3 separate regions of the Mus musculus genome follow, and all the other regions are linked to region 1. The links are chromatin contacts, called in public Hi-C and HiChIP or PLAC-seq maps. All regions are on one chromosome and are shown on one strand. The core of a region is the stretch at or near the end of the contact, and the rest is flanking DNA. Distances in the headings are between cores, read along the strand shown. Region 1 holds the start of Wdr60 (WD repeat domain 60). Region 2 overlaps Esyt2 (extended synaptotagmin-like protein 2). Region 3 overlaps Vipr2 (vasoactive intestinal peptide receptor 2).

Region 1 (2,700 bases), core at 178-2,677:
TTCATAAAAGAAACACTACTACAGATAAAAACCACAGTGGTAGTGCATGGCTTCAATACCTGACTTCCATCCAGACAGGTCATCCAAAAAAAAAAAACTAAACAGAGAAGTTGCTGGAGTTTAAAAAAGCAAATGAAAAAACAAAACAAACAAAAAATATCGTAAGTCAAATTGACAGACAAACACACACACAAATATCCCACCCAAACTCTAAAGAATATTCTTTCTTTTCCAAAGCTCATGATCACATATTAGAACACAAGGCAAGCCTCAATACATATAAGAAAACTGAAATAGCACCCTGAATCCTATCTGACCACCATGGAGTAAAGCTGAATATCAACAATACCAAACAAACTCATGGACACTGAACAACTTACTACTGAATGAAAATTGAGTCAAAACAAAAATCACAGAGGAAAATAAACTTTTTAAAACTGAATAAAAATTCAACATAGCCAAACCTACAGGGCACAATGAACACAGTTTGTAAGACGAAAGTTCATAGCACCAAGTGTCTCCACCAAAAAACTAGAGAGGTTTTATATTGGTAATTTCATGATGCACCTGAAAGCCCTAGAAAAACAAGAAGAAATAATAACCCCAAAAGAGTAGATGGCACAAAAAAAAAAAAATCAAACTCAGGACTGAAATCAAAGAAACTGTAACAACACAAACCAGTACGAAGAATCAATGAAACTAAAGAGCTGACTCTTTCAGAAAGATCAACAAAATGGGCAAACTTTTACCCAGTAAACTAAAAGATGGAAAGAGAAGACCTAAATTAATTAAAGCAGACAAGGGTCCTTTATAATAGACGCTAAGGTAATTCATAGGATTTATCATGAGTTGTTAATAGGGCCATAAGGACATACTTTAAAAACCTGTATTGCACCAAACCGGAAAACCTAAGAGATGGATTTTTGATATAAACGACCTACCAAAGTTAAAGTCAACAACCTTCTACCTTAACGAGACTCATGTTTCACCTTGCGGCACTTTTTTTTCAGGAGTCCTGTGCCTTCCTGAAGTTGACACTCAGCCTCGCCTCTGGATGAGTCCAGAAACTCCTCCACAAACCGCACCTGGAGCTAAGAAGTGAGAGGCAACAGCAGAGCTGAGACCTCGACCCAAACTCCGCCTCCAGCTCTCTCCTAAGTGCAGGCCCAGGAGGAACCCGATCTCCATTGCCAAGAAAGAGGGGGGTAATGGGGGCGCGGGCCGGACCAGGCTGGGCCCCGCGGCGCACCGACCTTCCCAGGCTCCATCGCTCCTCGAGGCCGGGACAGCCGCGTGTCCTCGGCCCAGCAGGCGCGGGCCACCGGAGGAAGATAAACCCGCCGTCGCTCAGCTCTACCAGCCAGCCAGGCCTGCTGCGACTTGGGTCCCAGGAGGGCCGGCGTCCCCGCCTCCTAGCAACGGGCCGAAGGCGCTGGCCCAGCATGCCCCGCGGCCGTCCCCAGCACGCGCGCCTGCGCGCCCGTGTTTTCTGCAAACACGCAGGAGCCTTTTCTTATGTCTTGAGTTTCTTTGTCTGATCCTTCTTTGACCCTCACAGTTGACAACGAGAGATGGGAAGGAAACGGTGATTGAGCTTTATACTTGAACAAGGCTTTGCCTCCTCAACTCACACCCTATAGACTGTCTTTTCATGAAAATCATTTGTGGCCAACTGCGGCAGCGCACACCTTTAGTTAATTCTATTACAATGGAGACAAGGCAGAAGGATCTTTGTGAGTTCAAGACTAGGCTGTCTGCCTAGCGATACTTAGGAAGTATCTAGATCGTATGTTAGCATTCTGAGCTTTTTCTGCAGATGAGAAGTTTACTATTCGCACACTTTTCTAAGTTACATATTACTGTAACCCACGTTAGAATTTGACTTTCCACTCACTTAACACCACACAAAGGTCACTAAGCCAAATCCTTGTCATACAAAAGGTACTAACATACATTAAGTCTTTCATCTTTGCTTAAGGTCTATTATCTTTGTTTCTACTAATCCAGTACATTTCTTAGAGGGAAGGTAATCTTGGTGTTGGCTGTGGTTTATTTTGGTCCAGTTCTTACAGAATTTTACTGGTTCTTGCCTATGGCCATTTCTGCCTCATGAGCACTGAGGTTAGAAGCAGGCTGCCCCATCTGACTTTTACGTGGGTGATGGTGATCCAGACCCTGGTCTGCGTGCTTGCATGACAAATGCTTTATCTACGGAGCTATCTCCCCAACCCCAGGAGCTACATTTTCAAAAGTTGAAAAAGGTTAAATTTAATAGTATATTTTACCAGAGACAGGCATAAACTGTTATCACTTTAACGTGCAGTATATATTTGAAGTATTAACGTATTTTTAAAAACTTGTAGTGTCTTCAAAATTCTTTACTTACAGAATATGTCAAGACTAGCCACCTCCCAAGTACCCAAAGCCCACATGTGATTAGAAGCTTCTTTAATGAGCAGAGCACACCTGTAACAAAGGGTCTGGATTTCATGACTGGAGAGATGGCTAGAGATGAAAAGGGAGGTGTGTGCAAATTTGTGAAGGGTATTGAATGTCATGACACAAAACTTCTTAATGTGAAGCTACAAAGCATTCAAATGGGAGACAGGTGCTATAGTTGGATGTTGGGATAGGTTCATGGGGAAAGAATAAAGTCAGGTAATGAAGGGGAAGGATCGAGTAAGGAACACCACTCTCTGC
Region 2 (2,700 bases), core at 184-2,683, 71 kb after region 1:
GTCCTAGAACTCACTCTGTAGACCAGGCTGGCCTTGAACTCAGAAATTTGCCTGCCTCTGCCTCCCAGGTGCTGGGATTAAAAGCGTGTGCCACCACGCCCGGCTTGATGTGTTCTAAAATTGGTTTCTTCTTTTGGAACCATAAGATCTCAGTTGGAGAGGTGGGTGCTTTGGAGACTGAGACTGTACAATTTCACTTAACATGTCCTCGATAAGTAATAAACACTGAGTATTTTAATGTGCACAGTATCCATTTTAGTAGAGAAAAATCAGTATTTACAACCAGTAGTTTTAACTGCTATGTCTACTTAATAGAATTATGTAAGAATTACTGAGATGACTATAAATATCCAATGAATAGACAGAACATGTTCTATTCATAGGAATATGCAAGTAAAAAATTCAAAGTAAAGTACCGTTGTTCAACTACCAACTAGGGTGAGTTTTAATATTTCTTTCTGGTAACAACATGGAGAAGAAATGTTTCTATCCAATACTTTTGTTAGTAACAGAACTTTAAGTAGTGATTTGGGGGATCACTAGGTACTGATACTGAAAATGAACATATAATCTTTAGCATCATGCTCCACTTGAAAATTTTTGCTTTTGATGGTATTCATGTGGAGTTTTCTTTTTGTACTATGGATCTTGGGGATTGAATCTAGATCATCAGGTGAGTGTGTCAAGCACTTTTACCTGCTGGGTTATCTTGCTGACTCATACCCCCATTTTTGAAAGTTAGGCTGTATGTGTATATATAAACATGTATATTCATGCTGGACATGATGACATACATCTTTAATCCCAGCACTTGGGAGTCAGAGACAGGCAGTCTCTGCGTCTGAGGGCAGCCTGGTTTTCATGAGTTCCAGGCCAGTTGAGAGTATATAAACAAATAATAAAACAAAGGATAATCACTGAATTGTTAACTGTGATAAAGGAGAAATTGAAGTATGTTTTTAGTAGAGAAAACTATGGCCTTATCATAAAATAAGAAGTGGGCCAGTCTTCATATGCAGTGACAGCATCTGTCTTTGATAGAATACACGTTGGGGAAAGGTGTCGCAGTTCTTATCATACTTATTTCACGTACACAAGCCTGTTTGGATTGGCTATGTTGTATGGAAACTGTTTTGATATTTAATACTTTTTTTCCTTTTTAAAACAGCTTTTAGAGATTAACTGGACAGGGCTGACTAACCTTCTGGACATCCCTGGACTGAAGTAAGTGTTGACCTGCGTGTAGTTGCTGCTGCGGTCTCTCCTAGCCGCTTCTGCCTTTTGTCTGTCACCTTCATTCTTGAGAGAGTAGGTAAACATGGAACCTGGATATGAAGTTTCTAACCACAGAAATGGAAGCTCTTCTCTATTCTGTAACCATTTAGTGAATACAAAACAAGGAAGTTTCCTCTTAACAGGCACTTGAGCCACCAACAGCATATTGTCCTGTGAAAGAGTTAGCTGAGTCACTGTCGTATGTCTGATATGGTAGACCAACACAGAGTACAGTCTCTCCATTACTACTTAGCGGGAAAATCTGAAGTTAGAGTCTTCAAAACCTTTTGATGTTTACATTATTCTGTTTGAAGGCTAACATGCATGGCTTATTAGCTTACTAGGTACATTTGCTTCTAGTGGATGTTTTATGACCTATAGATTTTTACCCTTAAGTAGCTTACAAATTAATTCCAAATCTTTGATTTCAGACTGCTTCCTATTTCTGTGTGCTTGTTTATGTCTCTGAAATGACTGCTAAAACAAGATTTTGCTCTATGATCAGTAAAAGACAGCAGCTTTAATAATCTCAGGCATAGTCACAAATAGAATATATTATGATTTATCAGGTTGAGAGAGAAGTTTTATTATCTTTAAAAAAAATCTGTGAACAGAAAAGTACAACTTCAAAAGATTTGTTGATGAATTTCTAGTTCATTAGAATCTTGTTTAGAAACAAAATACTGACTTAAATTGACACAGGTAATCTCTGAGCCACCCACTGAGATTCCCAAATGATACTTTTTCATTTTTAAATAATATTTTTAATATTCTGTGTAGAAATAGCATCTTTAAAATTCAGTGCTGTCACTCAGCAGAGAAATGGGTATTTCACACCTGCTCTGAGCCAACCACTGTTCTCACTTGAACATAGATGAGAATGGCATTCTCACGGGTTCTCCAAGAGAGCTTAACCTGCACTGGCTTTGCAGCTCATAGAACCTTCTTTGTGGGGTGTCGGGCTCAGGCAGATGTTGATGCCAAATGAGATGGGCTGTTCATGCAGTCTTACAGGTCTTCTTACGCTTGTCTTCAGATGGATTCTTGCTGTGTGCTGCAGCTGTTCTGCAAATGGCACAGTCTTTCCCGCTAGTTTTACAGAAACTCCAGGGTCACTTTATGTATCTACCTGCCTTTGATAAGTTCCTGTGATTTTTTTTTTCAAGTCAGGTTTTAGTTTTATATATGCTCTACAGAGAAACCAAGAAATATTTATTACTTGAACCCTCTCCCTTCCAGTGAATGATCCCCAAAAAGGGAGAACTTACACTGCAAGTGGCAGTGCTTGCTGGATTTTGTTAGCCAGAGGTGAGCAACAGGTACATGCAAAGGTTGCTATAGAAGCTGCTTTTACTGGTCTTTATTTAGCATTATAGGTGGACTGAAATAAGCAGGCTAATTGATTGTCTTGTCTGTAATTGTAAA
Region 3 (2,700 bases), core at 58-2,557, 120 kb before region 1:
ACCCAAGCTGGGAGCCGGGACTACCGGCTGCACAGCTGGTCCATGTCCCGGAATGGCTCAGAAAGTGCCCTACAGATACACCGTGGCTCCCGCACCCAGTCCTTCCTGCAGTCAGAGACTTCAGTCATTTAGCTGTGTCCCTTGTACAGAGCTGTCAGTGCTGCTGGGTTTGACATATGTTTGCTGGATTCCTCTGCTGCCCCAGTGTCTGGTGCCTTATTGGTTCAGCCCTGGTCCTTAACTCTGATCCTCATGTGTAACTTGATTGAAACACCAATTATTATTGTCAAACTCTAGCCTTTAAGCCATCTTCTTCATAATATGGCTCAGCCATATTCTACTTTCAAAGAGAGCAAGGAAGCCAGGTGGCTGTGAACATCAAAACTGGATTCTAGTACCTATGAAGAGAACAAGGAGGAAGATTCCAGTTCCCCTACTGCCTCCTGTCAGGGGGAACCAGGTCCAGAAACAGCTGAGCATCACCACCCTGTGACACCCAACGCATGCCTATGGATGTCTCTGAAATTCCTCCTCAGTCTATGGCATACCATAGAAAGCAGTTGAGAGCAACCTTCTCATCCTAGAAGCTTCCTGGTCCCCCTAGCCTTGAGTTGTGTCCTGTGGAACTACATCTGGACAGCCACACCCTTGCCATTCCCTGGACCAAAGATAAGTCAAAGAGGATATTCATGTTTCATTGGCCAAACCAGGAACTCATATCCTCCTGAGGCACTTAGCATCTGCTGCTTCCTACAAGTGGTGAGCAGCTCTGGATCCCATGTTGTCATGAAGGCCCTTGTGACTTGTCCATTCAGCCCAGGGTTTGTTCTCTAGCCAATAGAAAACTGTTGCATTGTTAAAGAAAATCGCCATCTTAAAAACTGTTTAAAAAGAGAATTGTTTTATCAAAGTATAAAACAGCATCAAGTATTCCTACCCGATACTTGCCAATAACAATCCATATTTTTCCGATGTTTTTGCAACTGTGGGCAAGCAGACCTGAGGAAATGCTTGTCGTGGTTGGAAAAGCAGCTGAAGACAGAGAGTGCCTTTCCCTGCAGTGCTCAGAGACCCTGGAAGACTATGTCGTGGTCCAGTGCAAGGACTGTAGGTTCTGTACCTAGTGTTCTGGCACAGCCTATGTAACTTCCCCCCAACACACACACACACACACACACACACACACACACACACACACACACACACACACCAAGGAAACGAGCTGCAAAATGTGTTTCCTGTGGTTTCTGTGGCATGTAGGCCCCAGCTAGTATGAATACAAATGATCTCAACCATTGTGCCAGAGCCAGAGGTCTTGGCGGGGTCAGGAAATCACCAAAGTAGGGGCCCCACTCCCAGTACGTGGGGGCTTTAGTACAGAAAAGAAGTATCTAGAGACTAGCTGAGGCCCCGTGGCCTGACATGTGGCCTGAATGTCTGTCCCACAGAACTGCCCCTGGACTTTTGCCTCCATCAACGCTTGAAACGCCTCCAGTTTGTCTGCAACTGCATGGGGCAGGCACCTCAGATGATTTAGAAAACACCACTACCCTGCTGCCTTCCAGGGCTACAAGGCTAGAGAACAAGTCATAGGGAGTAAATGGCTTAGCTCAGGAACACTGAAAAGAGCTGTTGGCAGTGGCGATAGGTGGATGCTACAAGCCCTGGTGTCAGCCATGGCTCTCTTCATACAGAGCTCACTGCTTAGTCAGCAGTTCTGAGGACACACAGTTCTCCCATATCTGAAAGAGTCCTATCAACAACTGGGTATGACTCTGCCATGACCCTGAAGAGACATGTAGAACATGTGAACACAAGCAGTCACTGAGTGCACAGGGAATATTCAGATGTACAGGGACACCATTCTCTCAGCCCAGCATGTGCTAATGCTAAACAGAGCTGGGTCCTTTCCCTGGTAAAGAGATGGACTGATCATAAAGCGGCCACTGCTGGAACTCACCAATAGCAGAGGTGTAGTAACCATATGACCAGCATGTGACCTTACATGTTATATGTGGAATATCTACAAACACAGAGTGGAACTTAGCTGTGTATATACTTCAATAAACCTTATTTCATTCTGTGTGAGAGTCTGCTATGGATGATGCTGGGGCCCTAGAACACAGCTGCCTGCTGCTATACTCTTGAGTGCCCTGACTCTAGGCCATGCTGCCTACAATTACTCATAGAAGAAGTTGTGTCTGAGGTACCCAAGATATATAAGTGGCAGCCTGAGGATGTGTCCAGCATACCTGGCAATTCCTGCCCTGCAGCCATAATCTGCTCCCTTAGCTCTACAGAATCCGAGCCTTGTCATCAGAGCGAGCAGAAGTGTGTGTGTGTGTGTGTGTGTGTCTGGGTGTGTGTGTGTGTGTGTGTGTGTGTGTGTGTGTGTGTGTGATGTGCACATGCCTGTGTGCATATGTGTGCTTAGTATGCTTAAGTACATGTTATACTCATGTGTATGTGCTCATTTGTAAATGGTTGTTCATGAGCAAGCTAAAATGTGTCTGTAGATGTGCACATGCCTGTGCACGTATGTGTGCTTAAGAAACAACATGTTGTACATGTAAGTGCATGTGCTCATTTGTATATGGTTGTTCGTCGATTTTATGTGGAGTTCACATCTGTGTGCATGTGGAGGTGCTCAGATATAAATCTGGTGTGTGTGTGTGTGTGTGTGTGTGTGTGTGTGTGTGT

What was found. Hi-C and Micro-C count contacts between places; a contact is called where the count stands out from the background. HiChIP or PLAC-seq counts read pairs in DNA pulled down with a chosen protein or histone mark.
Region 2: an H3K4me3 HiChIP or PLAC-seq map of bone marrow-derived macrophages shows a contact between it and region 1, with 2.4 times the contacts expected there. The contact joins the enhancer-like site here to the promoter of Wdr60 in region 1. A contact is called at or near these places in 6 of 39 promoter capture datasets (the C10 cell line, the HPC-7 cell line, hematopoietic stem and progenitor cells and 2 more), 1 of 15 datasets of contacts at CTCF or cohesin (the NIH/3T3 cell line), 10 of 484 Hi-C or Micro-C datasets (3T3-L1-derived adipocytes, CD8 T cells, the HPC-5 cell line and 6 more), 7 of 115 datasets of contacts at active chromatin or transcription factors (the 230-238 cell line, CD8 T cells, the SCID.adh cell line and 4 more) and 3 of 9 other capture datasets (adipose tissue, liver and pancreatic islet).
Region 3: a contact with region 1 is called in a Hi-C map of granulocyte-monocyte progenitors, with 3 times the contacts expected there. The contact joins the enhancer-like site here to the promoter of Wdr60 in region 1. A contact is called at or near these places in 1 of 39 promoter capture datasets (the HPC-7 cell line), 2 of 484 Hi-C or Micro-C datasets (granulocyte-monocyte progenitors and macrophages), 2 of 115 datasets of contacts at active chromatin or transcription factors (the HPC-7 cell line and bone marrow-derived macrophages) and 3 of 9 other capture datasets (adipose tissue, liver and pancreatic islet).

The regions. Positions count from the first base shown.
Region 1 is chr12:116,261,598-116,264,297 of GRCm38.p6, forward strand. It overlaps Wdr60 (WD repeat domain 60), which reads right to left and starts at 1,428. Exons shown (of 22, transcript NM_146039.3): 1 at 1,254-1,428. The coding sequence starts at 1,268.
Region 2 is chr12:116,333,033-116,335,732 of GRCm38.p6, forward strand. It overlaps Esyt2 (extended synaptotagmin-like protein 2), which reads left to right. Exons shown (of 22, transcript NM_028731.5): 7 at 1,169-1,224. Among named protein-coding and RNA genes, the nearest start is that of Esyt2, 53 kb to the left of the region's middle. Within about 2 kb of position 1,434, at least 10 of the 459 cell types and tissues checked have an H3K27ac peak or open chromatin away from gene starts, as enhancers often do. A contact at or near this core is called in the HPC-7 cell line and bone marrow-derived macrophages, where this site is marked.
Region 3 is chr12:116,144,179-116,146,878 of GRCm38.p6, forward strand. It overlaps Vipr2 (vasoactive intestinal peptide receptor 2), which reads left to right. Exons shown (of 13, transcript NM_009511.2): 13 at 1-2,083. The coding sequence ends at 132. Among named protein-coding and RNA genes, the nearest start is that of Gm23732, 28 kb to the right of the region's middle. Within about 2 kb of position 1,308, at least 78 of the 459 cell types and tissues checked have an H3K27ac peak or open chromatin away from gene starts, as enhancers often do. A contact at or near this core is called in the HPC-7 cell line, bone marrow-derived macrophages and granulocyte-monocyte progenitors, where this site is marked.